Regions from separate parts of the Sus scrofa genome. Here region 1 is linked to region 2. Evidence: chromatin contacts called from public Hi-C data. All regions are on one chromosome and are shown on one strand. The core of a region is the stretch at or near the end of the contact, and the rest is flanking DNA. Distances in the headings are between cores, read along the strand shown.

The links. Hi-C and Micro-C count contacts between places; a contact is called where the count stands out from the background.
Region 1: a contact with region 2 is called in a Hi-C map of skeletal muscle, with 3 times the contacts expected there. The contact joins two enhancer-like sites. A contact is called at or near these places in 1 of 47 Hi-C or Micro-C datasets (skeletal muscle) and 1 of 2 datasets of contacts at active chromatin or transcription factors (skeletal muscle).

What each region holds. Positions count from the first base shown.
Region 1 is chr11:16,303,060-16,308,688 of Sscrofa11.1, reverse strand. No RefSeq gene overlaps it. Among named protein-coding and RNA genes, the nearest start is that of WDFY2, 33 kb to the right of the region's middle. Within about 2 kb of position 1,443, at least 8 of the 83 cell types and tissues checked have an H3K27ac peak or open chromatin away from gene starts, as enhancers often do. A contact at or near this core is called in skeletal muscle, where this site is marked.
Region 2 is chr11:16,112,548-16,117,466 of Sscrofa11.1, reverse strand. It overlaps WDFY2 (WD repeat and FYVE domain-containing protein 2), which reads left to right. Exons shown (of 12, transcript XM_021065301.1): 7 at 1,358-1,484. Among named protein-coding and RNA genes, the nearest start is that of CCDC70, 140 kb to the right of the region's middle. Within about 2 kb of position 3,581, at least 15 of the 83 cell types and tissues checked have an H3K27ac peak or open chromatin away from gene starts, as enhancers often do. A contact at or near this core is called in skeletal muscle, where this site is marked.

The DNA of each region.
Region 1 (5,629 bases), core at 194-2,693, 190 kb before region 2:
TCCCGCTGTGCCACGATGGGAGCTCCTGCATCATAAATTGTTTAGCAATCTATTCATGAAAGCAAAAAAATATATAAAATTCTATGAAAATGATCTTGAGCACCTGCTTAATGTATCCAGATAAAGTTTTTTTCTGGATATAATATCCTTAAAAATTGAAACTCAGCCAAAGCTTCAACTGGTTGATCCTTTAGCATTTTGAGAAGTCATGATTCAAACAGAAGAGACAGCCTCTTGCTTCACCCCACTCATTCTAAGCCTATAACCGAGACAAGATGTCCTGCTCCCTGGGAAAAGGACGCCACCACACTTTGGCGCATCTGCCCTTTTAGAATGTTCCCCAAACACTAACAGCTGCAGCTGGGCCTGCCAAGGGGATGCTTCTGTGACACAAAAAGCCTTTTATTACGGTTCTCAATGCTATTTGTGATGTTTGGATTCTTCTGTTGTTACTGTTATTCTTGAAGGTTGCTTCTGGTTTGGAGCACTCGTTAAAACCTAGGGATAGCTTTTCCTTGGATCAAAGTTACTTCTGCCCAGGAACAGTGGTAGAGAAGTACACTGAACAGAGCTTTGGCACAAAGCATCTTCCAGATGGGATGAGAACACCTGAGCAATCCAATACAAACCCACATTTTTATTAGGTGACAGAGCATGTCTTATTATTTTCATGTTCTATCCTTCGGACTTCAAGTCTTCATTCTACTTTAAATGTGCAGATTTTAAAAATTCTATTTCTTAATGAAAAAGAAACTAAGAGGGAGATACAAAGTTTAGTGTTTTTAAGTGTAGGCTTCGGGGATAGTGATTTATTCACTTTATGCCCCTTGGTGATACCAATGAAAATGAATATCAAGCAAACTTAGAAGTTCGCAGGCTTTTTCCTCTCAGGCTTCTGTGCAATTAATTAGAACAATAGGGAAGCCTTTCATGAAAGTTATATCTTCAGGCTCAGCCTCATGTTCTTTTATCTGAACATAACATGTTGGTTTCTAATGTCTTTTCTTCCTCCCACCGCCAATCATGTAGGCTAACAGCCAATCAAAAAGCAAAGAGATTTTCTAATACTAAGAGTATGATGTATTTAACATGATAAATCACTGCCGTAATTTCAAAGTATAGCTTTCATGCAGGAAAAAAAAAAGTCTTTGTCATCATAGAAGTTGCCCTTTACAAACGACAGTGAATACGATAATTAATTTCTTTGATTTATATCTATCAATACATACTACTGAGTTCCTGAGGGAGTCACAGCAGTGTGCTCCCTGTTCTGCTGCTTTTGAATCCAGTATGAATCAGGGATCTGTCGACAAGGGTCTTGTTGACTAGTAGGGGACGTCAAGCAGATGTGTGAAAGCATCGTTGCCAAGCTAGGGTTGGGTGTTGTGGAAGCCGGGGTGTGCTCTGCCTCAGTACATTCCCCAGATGCTGGAGAGACTTCACTGAAGTCTTTCTGCCAGGATTTCTCTTAGCCAAAGACTGCCACCCCTGCAAGGTCATGTTCCCTCCAAGAAAGCAGGCTTTATCCAATGACAGGGGGGTAACTAAAGGCCCCAGGTCCCTTGCCTCCAGACAGGATAACTCTGAAAGATGATCCCAAATCCAGAGCAACCAGTTGGACCACTGAAATATGTTACATTTATTTATTTTATTTTGTCTTTTTATGGCCCCACTCAAATCACATGGAAGTTCCCAGGCCTGGGGTTGAATCAGAGCTGTAACTGCCGGCCTACACCACAGCCACCATTGCAGAATCCTTAACCCAGTGATCAAGGCTGGGGATTGAACCTGAGTCCTCATGAATACTAGTCGGGTTCGTTACCGCTGAGCCACGATGGGAACTCCTCTATGAAATTTAATGCTCAAATGAAATAATTTAAAATGTTTATTTCATTTACACAAAATTGTACAGTTCTCCCTGTATTAAGAAAAATCAGTCTGTCACTACTTTTCTCAAGACAGGATCTACCTCCTTCTCACAGAAAAGCTTTCCTAACATCCCAGTTTGGGCGAGGAACCTTCTGCAGCCGCTGTGCAATCTCCTGCCGTGTCCTTAGCAGATTTAATTTGTCTGTCTTCTCCTGCTGAGTAGACCAAGCAACCTGTGCTCAAGACCGTGGATCTCAGCTCTGTGGCCTCAGTGCCCAGCCCAGGGTCTGCTACATAATTCGTGTGCAATACATGGTAAAGAAACTAATGACGATAAACAAACCCGGTAAATCTTTCCAAGACAGGAGGACTCTTTTCGAACAGTCACGGTGCCAAAGTTTTAAGAAGCAAAGACGTGTGCTGCGCTATAAATCATCACATAAAAATGGCATAATAACAAAAAAGAAACCTACTCACAGACACAGACAACAAGCTTGTGGATACCAAAGGGGAGAGGAAATAGGGAAGGACAAATTAGAGGTTAACAGATACAAACTCTTACGTATAAAACAGGTAAGCAACAAGGATGTATTGGATAGTACAGAAAATTATGGCCATTATCTTGTAATAACTTATAAAGGAGTATAATCTAAAAATATAGAATCCCTATGCTGTAATCTGAAACAAATACAATATTGTAGATCAATTATACTTCAATAAGAAAATTAATAAAAATAAAAAAAGACCTAAGAAGCCAAACTTTATAAAATCTCCTTTTTAATCCTTCCTAGATACTCAATTGTTTTGAAGGTTACATAAAAGGAAATAACTAAGCTAAATGGTGAAAAGCAAAAATAAAAAGTCACTGTTATCTCAGCAGTGACCGTGTAGCCAGGAACACTAGTTGGAAGAGCCTGGCAGGGGACTGCCAGCCTGGGATCACTTTTACACAGCAGCTTCCATTTTACTCCTTTATGAAACTGTGGGAGAGAGAGATCTCTTCGTGGCTCAGAGGTTAATGACCCCGACTAGGATCCATGAAGATGCGGGTTTGATCCCTGGCCTTGCTCAGTGGGTTAAGGATCCGGCGTTGCCGTGAACTGTGATACAGGTCACAGATGAGGCTCAGGGATCTGGCACTGCTGTGGCCGTGGTGTAGGCTGGCAGCTACAGTTCTGATTCAACCCCTAGCTTGGGAACCTCCATATGCCGCATGGGCGCTGCCCTAAGATAGCCAAAAAAAAAAAAAAAAAAAAAAAAAAAACCTGTGGGAGAAAGATGAATTCCCCCATGTCAGCAGTATTTCATAGAGTACCTTTTAAAATGACAAAGGCATTACAACATCTCTGGTTGTTATGGAGAAACAATAGATATTAATTAAAGTAAGTGAGCCATTTTGGCTCATGTTGAAGGATTAACTGCCATGACGAATTGAGGTTATTGGGGACTCAAGTGTGTCCCACGGCTTCCCACCACATCAGCATATCACGTCCCGCCAGTACGCAGGGAAGGAAAGATGGGTAATAACAGTTCCCACGGAGGGAAAAGTCTCCAGATCCCTTTCCTGTGCTTTCTCATCCCCTGGTGGTCGTCCATGTGCTCCCCAAGGGCATCTCCCAGTGACCCCCCACCCCACCCCATCACACGTGCAGCCTCATCTCCAAAGAGCCAGGATCCCTTTGCTGTCTCCCCACTCATTTGGAAAAGCCTGATAGGTCTGGAGTCGGTGAAGACCTGACCGATGGAATTAAAATGGCCCTGAGAGTTTAACACGGGATCCTGAATAGGGTTGTTAGTATTTTAGCGGATGGAGTCTTAATCCAAGAAAATGAATTCCTCCTTTTCAAAGTTTCAGGCATCAACACGCAAGCAGTGGGAGGGGTGTTGGGGTCTCGCCCAGGGCAGCTGTCTCCTCCTCCTCCTACTTATATGGCTGATGCGGCTTCAGTCTTGGTTTCTATTTTTAAAAAATATCTCTTCTTTCTTCCATAAAACTTTGCCTAGGGTTCTGGCCCATAAAAACATTGTAATCACATGTATGATTTGAGAAAAACCACAATTATGAAAACCTCAGGGTACTCTTTCATCCAAATACTCTGTATCATCGGAAATGATCAAAAATTAATACAGCTCCAACCACCCCAACCCCAAATCAGAGCGCAGGGGAAAGGGTTTTGAATCTAACAGTCTTTCCGCAGTTAAAATCATTCTGGAAAAAAACCAGCATTTGATCAAGTTTAGGCAAGACTTTTTTGGTTGTTGTTGAAGATTGCTGCAATGGTTTCATATGAGGCTTTCTTGCCCCTTTCCAATTTGTTTACAATCACCCCTCCCTCCCCAGGGGTTTTGGAATGAATCATCAACTTTTCTTTTTCAAGTACACTATTAAATTAGGCTACAGCCTGGAACCAAACATTTGTTCTTACAAGCATTTCTTTCATGTCATCAGCTGTAATGGAAACCAGAAATTCAGTAGGCAGGCCTTATCTCCAACAAAGCAAAAGCAGGGACATCTAGGCCCACACTTCTGCTGTCATGCACCATTTGGACAAATGTAATGATAATAACTAAGGGTTGGAGAATTAATACTAAAATTAGAAAAGGCCAACTTAAAATTATGTGAAAATTCATAATTTCCTCTAATTCAAAAGTGATACATGTCATTCATATTGAATATGAAGTTTTAAACAAATTCTTCCTCTGAATCTCAGTCTTATACAATATGCTTTTATTTCTCTCTCTGTCTCTCTCTCTTTTTTTTTTTTTTTTTTTTTTTGTCTTTTTAGGGCCACACGCGAGGCATATGGTGGTTCCCAGGCTTGGGGTTGAATCAGCCTACACCAAAGCCACAGCAACATGGGATCTGATCCATGTCTGCGACCTATACAGCAGCTCACGGCAACACCAGATCCTTAACCCACTGAGTGAGGCCAGGGATCAGACCCGCATTCTCATGGATACTAGGCGGGTTCATTAACCACTGAGCCATGACAGGAACTGCGTAAGATGCTTTTAAAGGACAGCCATATGATAAAAAGGGTTTTTCAAAATCCAGCTTCAAGAACTTATTGATTTCAGTCCATTTTAAATTTCAGGAAACAGCAATTGTTGAATATAAAATACCTAATTATAAGAATGGCTACCATTTAGTGACATATTATAATGAAAATCAAACCTTCCCCAAAAGATATAAATGAGACGACCTAAGAGATGACCATTTATCCATTCAACTCAGGGTGCTATCACTAAGTTAAGGATTAATGCTCCTTCAATAGACAAAGCATACAGAAACGCCTGTCTTGTGGAATTTACATTGACTGGGTAAGATAGATTATAAACAAAATAAATCAATGAATACACAGAGAAGCACCATAAAGACAACGCAGTGGGGAAGGAGATTAGACAGTTGGTAGGGATGAGGCAGAAACTACGGTTTTAAATAGGAGGGTCAGGGAAGGTGGCGTTTCTGTGAGGTCATAAAGGAAATGTGACTTTGAAGAAAGAAGAGGACTCCAGGCAGAAGGAACCACCAGTGCAAAGGCCCTGAGGCAGGAGTACCTGGCATGGTTAAGGGACAGCAAGGTGTCCCACGTGGCCTGTGCAGGCCTGAGGTGGCTGGAAGGTGCAGAGGAATTAAGTCAGAGAGCTAGAGCTTGGGGGTGGGGAAAAGCAGGTTATTCGAGGCCTTGCACAGCATTAGGAAGATATTGGCTTTTACCCCGAATGAGGTAGGAAGCCTCTGGAAGATTTTGAACACAGA
Region 2 (4,919 bases), core at 2,332-4,831:
TATAAAAATGAGTATTATTCACATCCATAACTATTTGTAGGCTTTGTGACATCTTCTGTGGAAAAAGTTACCATTGCTTCCCATGCACAGGGAGTTTGATTTAAGAGGGGACTGCAGGGAAGAAACGCTGTCATAGCATCTGTAGCACACACTGCAGTTGACAGGGCAGTGCTGTGTAACAGATGCAGCCATTCTCACTGTAACCCCGGGAAGGAGGCGGTGGTCCGGCTGTGGTACCTTTCTTAGCTGTGTCAGTCATCATATTACCTCCCCTCCCCCCAATTTACAGTTGAGGGAACTGACCCCTAAGCATTGAAGTCATTTTCCCAGACTCTTATAAATTTTAAGTTCCCCAAAAGAGAAAGTAATCTTTAAATTCTGGCATTGTTGTCTCTTCATATCTGTGTTCAAGAATTAAAAAAATCAAACTGAGGAGTCCCCGTTGTGGCTCAGCGGTTAAAGAATCTGACTAGCATCCATGAGGATGCAGGTTCGATCCCTGGCGTTGCTCAGTGGGTTGAGGATCCAGTGTTGCCGTGAGCTGTGGTGTAGGTTGCAGACACAGCTTGGATCCCAAGTTGCGGTAGCTGTGGCGTAGACTGGCAATTGCAGCTCCGATTCAACCCCTAGCCTGGGAAACTTCATGTGCTGTGGGTGTAGATCTAAAAAGCACACACACACAAAATCAAATCGAGCTATTTATTTATTTATTCATTTATTTTTGGCTTTTAGGGCCACACCTGAGACATTTGGAAGTTCCCAGGCTAGGGGTCAAATCAGGAGCTGTAGCTGCCAGCCTACGCCACAGCCACATGGCATCCAAGCCATGTCTGCAACCTACACCACAGCTTACAGCAACGCCAGATCCTTAACCCACTGAGCAAGGCTAGGGATCAATCCCGCATCCTTATGGATCCTAGTCAGGTTCGTTAACTGCTGAGCCACAACAGGAACTCCCTGAATTGAGCTTTTTAAAACCGCATTTACTTCTCATCTGCTGTTGTCTGGGTGGGAGGCAGACAGCAGCTTAAAAAATATGGTTAACATGTCCAAACAATGTAATATTTTCCATTCTTCTTAGAATTGTATGTATTTTTTGATGGTCAATGAATTGCCTTTTTTATTTCCCTTTGGTCTTTGCACTAATTGATTTTATGGTACATTTTGGGGGGAATAGTGCTGAAAGGGTGGGACTTTTATTCTTGGAGCCAATTTTTTTTTCCTCTCTGGGGACTCATTCTCTGAGCAAAAGTGTGTTGTTAGCTCACAACACACACCTCCTGCCCCCTTTGCTCTCATTGTGCTGGTGAGTTCTGGGGTCACTTTGGGACTGACGTGCAGCTGTGTCTGTCCTCAGGTGGGGTGACTGCTCTCTGCTGGGACCCCGTCCAGCGGGTGCTGTTCTCGGGGAGCTCCGATCACTCTGTCATCATGTGGGACATCGGCGGGAGGAAAGGAACAGCCATCGAGCTCCAAGGACACAAGTAAGGCTGCTGCTGCTTTTGTACAGAACTCCGAGGAAGGGATCCCAGCCTCAAGCCAGGACAGAGGCGTGCGGGCCGGTCTCCGTGGCGGGGTCTTAGCATGGCAGGACCGCAGACAGGGGCCCCTTTGATGTATGTGTGAACCTAAGTATGGTTATTTGCTTATACCCCACTTTACGCTACAGAGGATTTGAGAGTACTTATGAAAATCATAAAATAAAATGATGGCAGCAAAGCAATTAAAGGTGAAAATGAGAACCAGAGAAGACTGTAAGAGTAAAAACTGGAGAGTGAAAGAAAAAGAGCTGCAGAAGACAAGCCATGAAGGCCTGCAGAATTTCTGAATTGAGTTCAAATGCTGCCTCACGATTCCAGCAGCTTAAGGGACGGGGCGGGGGTGGGGGGGTGACATCCTCACACAGCGCTTTGTGCTTCTCCTGCTGTTTACTGAGTACTCGCCTTGATTCGTATCAGGCTCCTCTTCCTCACGGGGTGGAGGGGAGGAGCAGAGAAAGCTTCGTGTTTTCTTGGTGCAGTTCTCCAACTTTGCTCAAAGAATCACCGAGGAATCTCTGAAGAAATAGATCCTGGCCACTGGTCTGAGGCTGCGGGCATCTGTGCCCTGACCTGCCTCCCAGGCCCTGCTGGGGGCTCCCCGATACAGTCCCTGAGGGCAAAGCCTGATCCTATCGCCAAGGAGAAATTTCATCTGCTTTAGAGCTCTAAAGCTAGCCTGAATTGTTTTTAACTTGTGACGTTTTCCAAGTGATATGGAGAGTGACTCTAGGCATTGCCGATGTGGTGCAGCAGGGTGGACGGGGTGTCTGGAGCCCTGGGCTGCAGGTTGGCTCCCTGCCTGAACTCTTGACATTGATGCAGCGTAGGCTGCAAATGTGGCTCAGATCTAATCCCTGGCCAGAGAACTCCATATGCCGCAGGGTGGCTAAAGAAAAAAATAGTGACCCTAATAGCTCCTGTGAACTGGTTGATTTTGAGCAACATTAGCTCTGCCTATAGATTTGCCTGGAAACACTAGTTTTCAGAACTTCTCCTATGTGAATGTACAGTTTAGGTTATTTACTATGAGCTAATTCATTCTAGAGGGCCCAGGCACAAATAATTCTCTTTTGGAGTTCCTGGCTCAGCGGAAATGAATCCGACTAGGAACCATGAGGTTGCGGGTTCGATCCCTGGCCTTGCTCAGTGGGTTAAGGATTCGGTGTTGCCGTGAGCTGTGGTGTAGGTCACAGATGAGGCTTGGATCCCACGTTGCTGTGGCTGGGGCATAGGCAGGTGGCTACAACTCCGATTGGACCCCTCGCCTGGGAACCTCCATATGCCGCAGGTGCAAAAGCAAATAATTCTCTTTTGTGCTAGAGTTTAGTTTGAGAGAAGTAGCTATGAAGCCCTTCTTTTCCCCATGAGAGAATACATCCGTTGTCTGGGGCTAAACCCGGCTGGTGAGGCCACTCAGACCTCAGTATCAGCTCATTAAAGGGATCGTTCCCTTATATTTCTCCTCATACAACAGGACACATATCAAGATCACGTAGAAGGAGTTGACATCATCCGTGTAAGTGAAGAAAAAGAGAAGCCAAGTAGAATCCTGTTTAATAACACTTGGTTATTATCTAATCTGCCAGGGGTAGTTCTGCTACTCAGATTCCCTCCAAGAACTAAAGTACAGGCTGTGAATGAAGATCCATACTATTTGTTGGACTCATTCAGACGAGCTTGTAACTAGTTTGATTTTTACTCAGTGGTTCAAAAGCCTGCAGGCAGGGCAGGTGTCCCTGCTGACCACCAGCATCCCTGGGCCCTGTGTGTCCTCGGGCAAAACGTTGTTCTGGGAAACTTGTGCCTACAGTTGGGTAAGAAAGGAGAAGCTGTAAAGTCGAGATAGAGTCTCTCAGTCCCAGAAAATGAAACCCAAGCTAATAGGTCTTTCAGTTTCTAAGAAGAACCCGCACGGCTTCGGAAAATGAAACAGACCACGCTCGGAATCCATCCTGGTAGGCTCGCCCCCTTGGAATGTGGTGGGCGGGCAGGCTGGCTGGCTGGGAGCCGCTAGTGCCAACTGGCTTGAACGGCAGTGCTGGCAGGAGGCTTGGCCTGGTGCTCTAACTCAAGCTCAAAATAAGGTGAAGTCTGCGAGGGACTCTGGAGGCCCAGAGCGAGGAGAGCCCATCTCCTCAGCATCGTCGGTGCCACTCTGTGAGGGGTGTGAGTACCCGAGGTGGGCACGGGCAGCATTGGAGCTGCTGAAAGGAGGGGTTTGGGGTCCCAAAGAAGGTGCAGGCAAGAAGGAGCACAGGCAGCAGTGAGGATAGACCCACTTGCACTTCAGCCCTTCCTCTGCCCTGAAAATCGGCCCAAGATTGGTGTTTGATGATGGGGTCTGGGGATCACCCAGTGTTAAAGAGTGTTAAAGAGTGTTCTCTTTTTTATTTTATTTTTTTAAATGTTTGTAGTTTAGTTGATTTACGGTGTTCTGTCGATCTCTGCTGTTCAGCAAAGTGACCTAGTCATACATAGACCTATAAATGTGGACACACTCTTTCTCTCAGATTCTCTTCCATCATGTTCCGTGACAAGCGATTGGATAGAGTTCCCTGTGCTGCACAGCAGGACCTCATTGCTTATCCATTCTAAATGGAATAATTTGCATCTACGAACCCCAAACTCCCAGTCCATCCCACGCCCCCCTTGGCAACCGCACATCTTTCTCCAGGTCTGTGAGTCTGTTTCTGTTCTGTAGACAGGTTCGTCTGGGCCATGTGTCCACATAGAAGTGATGAGCTTTCTCTCTTGGAAAATGTTTTATTAATATTTAAAGAGCTCTCAAAACACCCATGCCTCAGTTTAATCTCACAATAATCCTGTGAAAGAGAGAGAGGTCAGATACCGTTTTTTCAATGAGAATATTGAGCTCCTGTCCTCGAAGAGGCCAGCTGGCAGCTTCGTTCTCCCAGGCTTTAGTTCAGCCCAGCACAGAAAGCCCCTCAGAACCTTCTCTGTATCGCGCTGGGCAGTGGGGGCGCAGACATGAGCGCTGAACGCCGCACGGTCCCCACCCTGCCCTGTGATGTTTCCTGCTCCTTTTCTCCTTCGGAGGCCAGAGACTTTCTGCTTGGGGCCCCAGCCTGCCCCTCGCTCTCCTACATGCAATTCTTCATCCCCCCCCTCCCTGTCCCCAGGGTGACTCTTGGGGACCAGAGTTCCAAACCCGGGACGGAACCCGTCGTGAGCCTGCACCCCGGGGACAGCCGTAGGGACCAGAGGTCCCGGCCCCTCAGGGTGGGGCGACTGCCTTCCCCGCTTCTGGAAGCGTCCAGCCTCAGTGGGAGGGACAGCGCCCCGTGGCTTCGGTCCCAGGTTCTAAGGCCTCACACCGTCCCCCGCCGCAGAAGTACGTTTCGGAAGCAAGTTGGATTC